Linked DNA regions of Sus scrofa: all the other regions are linked to region 1. A link is a contact called in public HiChIP or PLAC-seq data. All regions are on one chromosome and are shown on one strand. Each heading gives the region's core, a stretch centred on a gene start, on an enhancer-like site or on the middle of the called end of the contact. The rest is flanking DNA. Distances are from core to core; before and after follow the strand shown. Region 1 holds the start of CCDC110 (coiled-coil domain-containing protein 110). Region 2 overlaps SORBS2 (sorbin and SH3 domain-containing protein 2). Region 3 overlaps SORBS2 (sorbin and SH3 domain-containing protein 2).

Evidence for each region. HiChIP or PLAC-seq counts read pairs in DNA pulled down with a chosen protein or histone mark.
Region 2: a contact with region 1 is called in an H3K27ac HiChIP or PLAC-seq map of skeletal muscle. The contact joins the enhancer-like site here to the promoter of CCDC110 in region 1. A contact is called at or near these places in 1 of 5 promoter capture datasets (liver), 18 of 47 Hi-C or Micro-C datasets (alveolar macrophages, brain, embryonic fibroblasts and 10 more) and 1 of 2 datasets of contacts at active chromatin or transcription factors (skeletal muscle).
Region 3: a contact with region 1 is called in an H3K27ac HiChIP or PLAC-seq map of skeletal muscle. The contact joins the enhancer-like site here to the promoter of CCDC110 in region 1. A contact is called at or near these places in 11 of 47 Hi-C or Micro-C datasets (liver, mesenteric adipose tissue, omental adipose tissue and 3 more) and 1 of 2 datasets of contacts at active chromatin or transcription factors (skeletal muscle).

The regions. Positions count from the first base shown.
Region 1 is chr15:46,501,976-46,506,106 of Sscrofa11.1, forward strand. CCDC110 (coiled-coil domain-containing protein 110) reads right to left here and starts at 1,701. Exons shown (of 7, transcript XM_021075584.1): 1 at 1,431-1,701. The coding sequence starts at 1,440. It also overlaps a transcript of C15H4orf47 not described here.
Region 2 is chr15:46,596,294-46,599,991 of Sscrofa11.1, forward strand. All of the region lies in intron 19 of SORBS2 (sorbin and SH3 domain-containing protein 2), which reads right to left. It also overlaps a transcript of C15H4orf47 not described here. Among named protein-coding and RNA genes, the nearest start is that of PDLIM3, 52 kb to the left of the region's middle. Within about 2 kb of position 1,263, at least 7 of the 83 cell types and tissues checked have an H3K27ac peak or open chromatin away from gene starts, as enhancers often do. A contact at or near this core is called in omental adipose tissue and skeletal muscle, where this site is marked.
Region 3 is chr15:46,612,989-46,617,189 of Sscrofa11.1, forward strand. The region is part of intron 16 of SORBS2 (sorbin and SH3 domain-containing protein 2); the gene reads right to left. Among named protein-coding and RNA genes, the nearest start is that of PDLIM3, 69 kb to the left of the region's middle. Within about 2 kb of position 2,638, at least 6 of the 83 cell types and tissues checked have an H3K27ac peak or open chromatin away from gene starts, as enhancers often do. A contact at or near this core is called in skeletal muscle, where this site is marked.

The DNA of each region.
Region 1 (4,131 bases), core at 451-2,950:
TCACAAGATTGGAGAGGGGGTGGTCAGCACACTGTCCTGCTGGCCTCCACTAAGGTGTGGCTCATCCTGGTGGTCCCTGGGCCTCCAGTTGTCTTGTGTCTTATCTGTGAGGGTGTAGCTGCTCCAGCCCTTCTTTTGGGGCCCTTGACAAGACCTATATGAAGGTCCTGGATTTGGGAAGGTGGCAAATCCTGTGCTGACCTCAGGTCTCCACCTCACTGCTTTTCCTGGCACCTCTGCATCTGGGTCACCTGCATGTCCCCTATGGGCTGTGAGCAACTGTCAGATCGCAACCTGGCCCATCAGTTTAGATGTCACCTTCTGCCCACAGTACTCTGCTACTCCCCTGGAGTGTCATGCTGAACACCAGCCCCCTCTGAGGTATGTAGCCTCCTAAGGCTTCTTTCCAGGGAATGAGACTTCAACTTCAGTGTTCTCAGATCCCTCCTGGCTGGGTATTTACACACATCTTATTCATGATTTCTATGGAGCTTAAAAACTGCAGCTCTTTTAAAAAAAAAAAAACTTAATTTTTCTTTTTTTTAACAAAATAGGACGCTCAGCTGTGTTTCAATCTATTATTTAACATTTGGGTCTTTTTTCCTTTAATTTTTTCTTAATTATAGTTGATTTACAATGTTCTGTCAATTTCTGCTGTACAGAAAAATAACCCAGTTATATACATAGTTATATATATATATATAATTTTACTTTTGTATATAACTATATATATATATATATAAAACAACCTCTCTGTGCCTGTTTCCCCACTTGTAATAGGAGGAAAATGGTAGACTGACTTCATAGGGTTGTGAAGATTAGATAAGTTGATAGATTAAAGTGTTTAGAACAATATCTGGCACAAAGTAAATGCCAGATAGCGGTGTTAGTTTATTATTATATGAGTAGTTAGTGGAACTACACCAGGTGGGCAGTGGATTTAGGCAATGTACTGGCTGCCTGTAGTAAAAGGCAGAAACTTCACTGCCATCCGAGCCTTGACCTGGAAGGTTTTACCTTTTTCACTGCCACCATTTTCCTTTACCCCTTCAGAGGAATTTAGGATCTTGGACGCTGAAAGGAGAACGCAGGCCACCTCATCCTCTTCCTCAGGATGCTTTTCTGTTGGGAGAAGAGGCAAGGCCTGGGGATTCGGGACGCGGGAGCCCTGAGCCGCCACCGGAGGGCGCGCTGGAGCCACGCTGGGGCGGCGGGACTGGTGGCTCCCAGACCAAAGCCAGGCGGGCTGGGGGAGGGAGGCGGTGCTTTCCGTCCCGGGGTGAGCGAGCTGTGCAGCGAGTCTGGAAGATTCGCTCTCCGGACAGGACCCGTGTGGAGGGAGAGGCGGCTGGGGAGGCGGCGCCCTCCACTACCACCGGTCCACTTCCTAGACCGTCCCCCCAAGGGCCGGCTCCCGGCCTGGCTCTTACCTGGGCTCATTTCTGTTGCTCAGGCTCTCTTCCCAACCGACTTCCCTAACCCCTGGCATTCTGCTCAGTTGCTTCTGGCAGCCTGTTGCTTGGTAACGTGGTGGCCGGGACTCCTCGAGCGGCAGTGGCCCGCGCCTGGGTGGGGGATGGGGGAGGAAGAAGTTGCGAGTTGAAGTCGCGGGTCCGAGTACCTGATGTTCGCCCTGCTAGAGCTGCGCGGTGGGAAGGTCCCAGCTTTGCTTTGCCCCCCAAACCCAGAGGCAAGTTCATTAGGACGTTTCTCCCCTCCCCTTTCGTCTCCCCTGCTGACCCAGAACTTCATCGTGAGCAGACTCTTGATTAACACAGTATCTGTTAGACCGAAGCTGTGTGGAGAGAGGGGAATGTTTGGGGACACACAACCCCCCAGGAACCTCCCCTTGTCTGATCGCCATTTCGTTGTTTTATTCTGTTCTTGTTTCAATGCATCCCTCCGATTAGTTTCAGCGATTGGGGGTTCAAAGGGTCCTAGACCAATATTGTGAAAGGACTTATGTTTGCTGTGCTTAAAAGAAGACCCCTCTTTCCAGTAATGAGCTTAAGATAACTTGAAATGTACACAAACGGAGTTCCCGTCGTGGTGCAGTGGTTAATGATCTGACTAGGAACCATGAGGTTGTGGGTTCCATCCCTGGTCTCGCTCAGTGGGTTAAGGATCCGGCATTGCCGTGAGCTGTGGTGTAGGTTGCAGACATGGCTTGGATCTGGTGTTGCTGTGCCTCTGGCATAGGTCGGTGGCTACAGCTCCGATTAGACCCCTAGCCTGGGAATCTCCATATGCCGCGAGAGCGGCCCTAGAAAAGGCAAAAAGACAAACAAACAAACAAAAAGTACACACACATTAGAGCTGTCGCAGAATAGATCTTCATTTGTAGAACATGCTGATTTCCTATACACTTGGATAAACTGCCTGCCAAAAGATGGATGTTGTGCTGAAAGCTGGAGCTTGTTCAGCTGAGAACTGGTTGGCATGATGTGTCAGTCAAAACTTAAATAGAGTTCTTTAAGTAAAAGCTTTAAATGAGTATATATTATTTAATCTTGTGAGAACAACCATTACAGATAGAATATAAAATAATTGAAAATTCAAAATTTAAGACCCATAAGTTATGGTTTTATGAACTAGGATAATATTTCATCTAAATTTTCCAAAAGTATAGAGGAGGTATAAATTATTAATGCTGGAACTGGAAGTTCTTATTTCCTGCCATGGTGTCACACATCACCTGTACTACTTTCTCATTGTGGAGAGGTTTTCTGTTTCATTTGCCTTCATGTTAGATAGATGGGGGCACATTTCCTGTCAGATATGCTTTCTCTTTCCGTAGTTGTTGGCAGTCCAACAACTTCCCTGAAAATGTCTGCTTTATTTTTTATTGTGAGCTTCATTGCTAAAAGTTGGAATTAAAATCTGTACTGCCAGTTTTTTTTTTTTTTTTTTTTTTTTTTTTTTTTAATCTGTGAGTCACAATATTTCAGAATCTTCTAGTGGCTCCTCTTAGAGAACCCATTTTCACCTGTTGACTAACAGCTGCAGATTCAAGAATCTGGAACAAATTCAAGAGCTTGCACAAAAACAAGCTAGTCAAATCTATTCTTAGCAATTTATTACCAGACTAAAATACTTTGTTGTTTTTTAGCTTCAGAAGATCTTTTTAAAAATCTGAGATCACAAGGCTATCATTAATCATAGCTGAGATCTGTAGTAGTGTGAAAAAGTAACCAAACCACTCCTAAAATATAACAAATTTGGGCAGTTATCATAAGGTCAGTGCTTTAGTCAGAGAAGCACTGTGTTGGTGACTTAGGAAGTCTTGGATGGGTAGTGGGCCTTTGACAGCTCAAAGGCTTGGTGCAAATGCATATCCACAGCAGGCTTCCTCTATGTTTCTTATAGAATTAGTTTTAACCTAATTTTGTCTATATAGGAGATGGAACCCCACAAATCACTAAGAATAGCCACTAGCTTTGGCTCTTAGGAATTTGATTGCTGCTTTAAGGGGACTTATTAACATCAGTATAATGGGGATTCTGAGAACGTGAGTTGATGTACCTGTATGAAGTCTAGTGTGCTAAGGGATAGACAGAGAAATATCAGGATAGCCTGAGAAGGAATAGATGTTAGGGAAAGAGATATTTTTAGGATGGTGTGGAGTACTTGAGCATGCTTGCAGGCTGAGACGAGTCGGAGATTCAGAAAGGCTGGGTGGGAAAAATAAGTTGGAAAGAGAACTTGAGGAATAGAGCATGGGCATGGGTTGGATGAAGAAGACAGAGGGGCTCACAGTCTTTTCAAACTCGAGAAGTTTTGGCCATTCTTCAAAGGTGTTGGAGAGCTTTCCTCCCTCTGACCAAGGCCTGAGCAAAGGGGAACGCATGGCATGTAGGTCAGATAAGTGCTCTGTTTGTGGAGCTCCCTAAGGGTATGTAGGTGTTTATTGGTTTGAGTAAATAGAGCAGTCAGAGTCTCTGTAGCTTCTTCAAGACTTTAGTTCAGATTGAAGTATGTGACCCTCTTCTTCCTGATGCAAAGCTGCTTTATGCTTTTTTAGATACTGAAGAAACTGCACTAATTCAGGCCACTCAGTCACACATTAGTAATAACAGTGTGTTTCTCTTGCTATATAAAGATACTTAGAATATGTAATGAGTTTTTGTAAAA
Region 2 (3,698 bases), core at 13-2,512, 94 kb after region 1:
CCTTTAATTCATCTCATCTCGAAAATCATTTAGATGAACCCTCCCTTGACAAATATGAAAACTGGGCTATTACCAGAAGTATGTGACTCCCTTAATTCTACTGGCCTCTGTCCTAAGAACTTGTGTTCCTGGGTATGTCAGCCAGTAACATCCTTTTTTTTTTTTTTTTTTTTTTAAACCAATTTTCCTTAATACTTCCTTCATATGCTTTAAAAGGATTCACTCCCTCCTTTTTATGAACTACCAGTTTTGTCTACTGCTAACATACTCAGGCCAGGATTTATCACAACTTTTATTAGCAGAGAAGTTGCATATCTATAATAACAGAGAGGTTTAGAACTTTTCTGATGTTCCCTTTAATGGGAATCATCTCCATGTGAATGAGGGTAACTAGGGTCCAGTTTTGACGAAGGATGACCTGTTAGTAGGTGAATTAATTGATGTGAAAAGTATTTGGTCAATAGTGGAATAAGCAGCATAGATATTTATGAGGGCATGTTTGTGTCTTTCTGGTGTTGGCAGTAACTATATAACCTTGGATATGCACCTCAGCTTTCTTATCTCTAAAATCAAGGAGTTGGACAATATAGTGGTTTAGAACTTGTTCCCCTAAGGGAATCCATAAAGGAATGGATTTCCATAGCTATATTTCCTCTGTTTTACAAAGGTGCTGTCATCAACCTTACCCATTCAGTTGTCAGAGAGCTGTGACAACTGACACTGTTTAGTTCCCAAGTGTCTCAGTCGTGTAAAAACAATTTTTAAACAACAATTAAACTTCATTTTTTTCCAGGTCGGTAAACCAAAACCCAAAGATAATTTCTTAATATCACAAATAGGTAAGGAGGGACAGAATTATAATTTTGACTCTCACTTTTATTGCATAAAATATTACTATGGTGAACAGATGGTGTAGGCTTAAATTAATTTCTTTCTTTCAGGCAAGTCTGTATGTTCTGTGTGGATACTCTGACTAATTGTCTTATGAGGCTGTCTTTTGCCTTTCCCCCTCCTGGCATTTTAACTTTGGGCACAAACCTTGAGGCAAAGACCTGTAAAGTATCTGCACTTTGATGCCACCTATTGGTGAATAATGGTAGCAACATGTTAAACGTTTATGCCTTTGGACAGTTCTCACCAAATTCCTTCAGCCTGGCTTCATTTTGAAAGGATATTTTAAAGACACAGAGGGATGTGGAGTGGCTACTCATCTGTTTTTCTGACTATGTTCTTCCTATCCCATGTTTTAGAGTCTTGAGAAAGGATCACTCTTTAGCTACCATTATTTTTGCTCTGTGTTCATTTGTATTTTCACTATCTGCTCAGGCATTTCTATTACTCATATAACTTCTTAGCAGTTTTGTGATAAATATAGAACAAGATACATGAGTCGCATTCAGAGAAGCCCATGTGAGCTGTGAATTTAAGAAGATGATTTTGCAGTTAACAGGTTACAGTCACTATGCTGGAAATTTTGAGAGTGAATTATGTCATATTTATATTTCCTTAATGAGTCTTAAGACTACAATAAAAATTAGAAAATCCAATAAAACATTATGCTGTTTTTATAGAATACTAAATATTTAACTTTTTCCTTCGCAATGTAACAGTCTTTTTTTTCCTGTCTCTTTTAGTGTAGCTACTTTTTAGTGTTGTCAAAAGCAAATACAAATGAGACAGGTTTTATTTTTATTTAAAATTTTTTTTGGTCTTTTGTCTTTTTAGGGCCACACCAAGGGCATATGGAGGTTCCCAGGCTAGGGGTCAAATCAGAGCTGTAGCTGGCACCCTACACCACAGCCATAGCAACGCGGGATCCTTAACCCACTGAGCGAGGGCAGGGATTGAACCCATGTCCTCATGGATACTAGTTGTGTTTGTTAACCACTGAGCCATGACAGCAACTCCAAGACAGGTTTCAAACACACACTAACTTTCAAAGCCAGAACCAAACACAAACCATTGTCATAAGGAAGCTGGTTTGAAATATCCTAGAATCTCTGGTAGCAGTAAAATATATACTTTTCTAGCCCAGACGGTGAGGTACGGTCTCTCTAAAACTTGTCTACTTCTCCATGCTTCTGCTGAGGAATCTGGAGGATTAGGTATCTCTTAGGTAAAGATTGAACATTATTTTAAATGCTGATGTGGAAATATCTTTGAAAGAGCTGTAAGCAATTCTGGAGTTCTTAAGCTATTATTTTTTTTTCCAGAAAATGTTAGGTGTAGTACTTGCCATCCATAATTAGATGAAGTTCTCCTAAAAATAGGACCATGCTTATATTCGTAGACTTATTTTTCTCTCTTACATTACACAATTATTTTAAATATTTAAAGTATTTTATAAATTAAAATACAACTTTTCCTAAATCTAGAGAATGTAGAATATTTATGTTCCACACAAACACATGTGATAGAACATATAGGGTTGTAATGTAAAAATCTGACAAAGAAATAAACTTAAGGTGACCCAGAGCAAACCATCACACTGAGCCACAGGAAACTTATGGATGGATCATCCATATGAATTCTGGAAGAAGCTTTTTCTTTGGCTTTGGAAAATCCTTACATGAAGTCTAAAAATCTCCCCAATCAACAGTCCACATTCTCTATGGCAACACAAATCTCTGCCTCAGAAACAAAACCAGGTCTTATTATACAAAGCAAAAAGCTCAAAAATGAACTAAACTCATAGATATATCTACATTTTTAAAAAGTGGGAAAGGAAATCTTCACCATCAAGCCCTTAAAAGCTACAGAACCGTGGTCATGTAATGGAGCATGTAAAGTTAAACTAGGGGCCAACAGAATAGAAATGGGTTCAGCATAGGGAACTATGTCCAGTCTCCTGGGACACAACATGATGGGACATAGTATGAGAAAAAGAAGGTATATACATATGTATGACCGAGTCACAATGCTGTACAGCAGAAATTGACGCAGTACTGCAAATCAACTACACTCTAAGAAAAAAGAAAGTATAGAAATGGGAAAGGACTGACTTATGCAGAGATGAAAATTCGCAAACTCCTTGGCTGTTGTCCTCAGAATTGATGGTACTGTTTAGAATCCATTTATTTTCAAGTGCTGTCAATGCTGTAGAACTATGTAGTTAAAGGGAAAGTAATCTGACCTTTGAGTTCAATCAAAGCTGCCAAGAGACTGGGAATACCTAAGTCCAGAGAAGCAGCACTGGCTTGAAAAGGTCATGGAGTGAATGCACGAGAGCAACAAGGTATTTTACAACAAGGATGATGGATTAAAAAAAATCCATATAAACTGAACAGCACAGAAGCAGATATCACTGGAAGGGTGTGGGTTCAGTATGTGATCGGCCATAGCTTTATTCTTTGCGCTAAATATAGTCACGGGAAAGCAGTGATTTACAGAGAACATTTTCATAGAAGCACAAGATGGATGTGGAAGACAATATACACCACAGCCTTATTTGTACAGAGGAGAACTGGGACGTTCTTTTTGGATCTGGGAAAACTATGCACACATATAAAAGGGAAGCACATTGCCCAAAGACTCTGTTGATCTGACTTCATAACTCATCATTGGTGGGTCATTTCCTTTCTTTCCTTCCTTCTTTTCTTCCCTGCTTTCCTTCCTCCCTCCTTCCCCTCCTTCCTTTCTTTCATTTGCCACACCTGGGGCATGTGGAATTTCCCAGGTCAGAATTCAAACCCACACCT
Region 3 (4,201 bases), core at 1,388-3,887, 110 kb after region 1:
AACAAATTTTATTTATGGATCCTTTAAGCTGGTTGATAGGTATTTAAATAGACTATCTCAATAATGAATATATTTTGTGAAACAGAAAAGATTTTATACTTTGATTTTTCAATGAGCCACAAATATAAACATTTTCCAACTGAAGTATAATTGACATGTAACATTATATTAGTTTCAGGTGTACAGCATTTCAGGTGTACAATATTTGTATATATTGTGAAATGACCACCACAATAAGTCAACACCCATCACCATACATAGTTACAAATATTTTTCTTGTGATGCAAACCTTTTAGATTTACTCTGTTAGCAACTTTCCAATATACAATACAGTATTATTAACTATGGTAACAAAGATAAACATGTTTTAAGTGCAAAGACATGCACAGATTACTCGTAGCCTATTTTATATCTTTTGTTTTTTTAAAAATACAGTATGTTTTTCCATTTTGGCTGTTTCTAAGGATACAGTAGGCAAATTTGAGTGTTTAATTTTAAGTTATAAAGACATTACTCATCATGAATAATTCATGTCTACATTCTCACCCTCACAGCTTCAGTTTTTCATGGCTTCATCCTCCACAGTAATTGTTTCTCTGTGTTATTTTGCTTCACAATTATGTCCCATTGGATGGTACTTATTTCAGATCTTTTGCCAAGAGTCCCACTTTCCCACACATCTGCTTTCCCACTCACGAATTTTCTGCATTGTTTAATTCAGAATCTCAAGTTGGATCATTTATGTGTGCAAAATGTATAATGGAGAGGGATAGAGGTTTATATCATATGTGGAATATTTCTTATTGATTAAAATAATTAATTGAAAAAAGTTGAAGAGTAAAAAGAATTATTACACATTTAGAAGTGCTAAAATCTTCACATTGAAAGTGTGCTAGGGAGTTCCAATTGTAACACAGTGGCAATGAATCCTAGTATCCATGAGGATGAGGATTCGATCCCTGGCCTTGCTCAGTGGGTCAGGGATCTGGTGTTGCCTTGAGCTGTGGTATAGGTCACAGATGTGGCTCGGATCCTGCACTGCTGTAGCTGTCGTATAGGCAGGCAGCTGTATCTTTGATTTGACCCCTAGCTTGGGAACTTCCATGTGCCGTGGGTATGGCCCTAAAAAGCAAAGGAAAAAAAAAAAAAGAAAGAAAGAAAGAAAGAAAAAAAGCATGCTAAATGTTCAGTAACCCTAAAAACAAAGAAGATTCACAGAGCTGTATATTCAAATACAGTACTTCCCTCATTTATGCAAATGCCTGATGTAGCAAACAAAACCCAGAATTTAGTATTTACAATGCAACAGTTTTAATTATACCAGTTATGTTTTTTTAAATTAAAAAAAATTTATTATTATTATTATTTTTTGCTTTTTAGAGCCTCACCCATGGCATATGGAAGTTCCCAGGCTAGAGGTCAAATCAGAGCTGTAGCTGCTGGCCTATGCCACAGCTATAGCAATGTGGGATCCGAGCTGCATCTGTGACCTACACCACAGCGCACGGTAACACCAGATCCTTAACTCACTGAGTGAGGCCAGGAATGGAACCTGAATCCTCATGGATGCTAGTTGGATTTGGCTGCGCCACAATGGGAACTCCCTACAACAGGTATGTTTGTTTCTGGAAATGAGACTAGCAAACCTAGCCTTTTAAAAAAAATAAACAAGAAAAAACTAGTATTTTTCTTTTAAACACGAAATCCTTCCTATGTGCAAATACTTTGTGTTTAAATTTTTGAAGTCATGTAGAAGAAGGACAGTGCTCTTACTCTCCAATTTTCAAGGTTGTATCTCTCTCATCTCAGAGCTAGAATCTCTGAGAGTCTAATTTTGATAGGTTTGCTCCACTGCTAACCCCCACTACTTTCAAATAGTGACCATTAACAACCTTTGGGAATAGCACTTTACCATTATTTCTTCTCTAACGATTAAGATGTTATGGTTGGTGAGTGACTTAGCTGTATTTTTTAAAATTAAACTTTCCTATGTTAGGTACAGAAAAATAGTTTTTGTTTGTTTGCTTGCTTTCAGAGGTGCACCCATGACATATGGAAGTTCCCAGGATAGGGGTCAAATCAGGGCTACAGCTGCCGGCTTACCACACAGCAATGCTGGATCCTTAAACCACTGAGTGAGGCCAGGGATTGAACCCGCATCCTCATGGATCCTAGTCGGGTTTGTTAACCGCTGAGTCATGAAGGGAACTCCGAAAAATAGCTTTTAAAACAGATAATTATTTAAAACAGAGATATGTGTCCCTTGTTTGTGCGGTGTTAGGCACAAAAAGCACTCACATCTCTTGCAGGACATTTGGTCCTGTCCAAAATGTCCATAAGAAATTCAGTCCATGCCAAAAGGCCCTTGATATTTGGTCCTGTCCAAAACCATTTGGCAGGGACCGAATATGCCCATATTGGATAGGACCAAATTTCAAGGACTTTTTGGCAGGGACCAAATGTCTTCTGGATGTTTTAGACAGGACCAAATGTCCGCTAACCTTTATATCTAGACAATGATTGAAATGACTTTAAAATGTGGCTGATCTTCCTGTAACTTTCCGTGCTGTCTGGGTGTGTGAGCCTTTTTTAAAAAAAGCTTCATGAGTCATCCACAACTTTGGTTTTGTGTCAAATGGATAACTACACTGGGGGTAATGAACAGCCACTCTTTGCCTCTCCTGAGAACACAACAAGAGGAATGTGGTTAAGCTGCAATCAGATAAATTTATTCATAGTATGAGGGAAATAATTTTTTCTTACTAAAATTATAGGATGGCTTCCATGGGTGATTATTCAATCCACTTCTCTGAAGCCTTTTACAATTAGATTTTGTTGGTTGAGGGAGACCTTGGTGAAAGGTGGGGGTGGTATAGACAACTCTTCAGAAAGGCTGTGCTGTCTACACTCCCAGGGGTAGTGTGAGGGAGGTCTGGTTTCCCTGAACATTTGCCAACTCCAGGCATTCATGACGAGGACGTGGCCTTAGGGGAGGGTGAGGGGCTTGGCACTTGGGTCAAACAAAAGCCAGTGACATAATCATTACCACAAACACCTTTCCCCTGCAATGTACCTCATCTTTCTTTCAATGCTTGTTTCTAATTAAGGTTTCTCCAAAAGCTTGTGAGCCCTGGGCATATTTTAATATGCCCCATCATTCCTCAGGGCTTCACACATCTAAGGACACTTTCAATTGACTGTCACAAAGAAGAAATGAAATTTATATGTTTTACGTTGTTATTTTATAAAACGGACATGCCTGGTACAAATTATTGCACCATACACAAGACCAGAGTGTAGTTAGAAACAGCAGATGTTACTCATCTCATCAAAAAAGATGTAACCTTTCCTTCAGAATGTTTTTCACCCCCAGATTTAAGCCATGTTCATCATCTTCACTTCTAAATAGCAGTTTCTTATTTAGTTTAGTCCCTGTCTCAGCAGTATTACCAAATTCTGAGTGGTTTTATTTCTTACATTCTTTATTTCTTCTTTCAGAGACAGATTCTATAACTATTAATTCATATAATATGCATTTTTGTGGATAAATATTTGAGTTTATATGATATATATTCAGCCTAAACAACACAGTGTAATTTAGTGCCAATATCTTGAATTCTAATGGAAACTAAAGCTTCTTAAATAAGGTCTGCAACATGGGTCTTGACAGAGCTGAAAGACTCCCTCCTATTTAAACCTCACGTGCTTGGTACTAGCCTTCCTCAATCACATGCCATCTGATGAACAAGTTCCTAAGGCAAAAAGTTAAAAAAAAATCACAACAGGAGTTTCCATCCTGGCTCAGTGGTTAATGAACCCAACTAGTATCCATGAAGATGCAGGTTTGATCCCTGGCCTCGTTAGTGCGTTAAAAATATGGTGTTGCCTTGAGCTGTGGTGTAGGTTGCAGATGTGGCTCAGATTCTGCATTGCTGTGGCTGTGGCATAGGCAGGCAGCTACGGCTCCAATTTGACCCCTAACCTGGGAACCTCCATATGCCGTGGATGCAGCCCTAAAAAAGATCAAAGACCAAAGACTAAAAAAAAAAAAAAAAAAAAAAAAATTACAACGCAGGAGTATGGAAACACTGGTATCAAAAGACCACAGGATAGAACTTTGCTCAGAATCTTGAGAGTATTGAGAATTGGAGATTTTCCTATAGGAGTCTTTGTATACAGTTCTAGTCTTTACCCACAAACT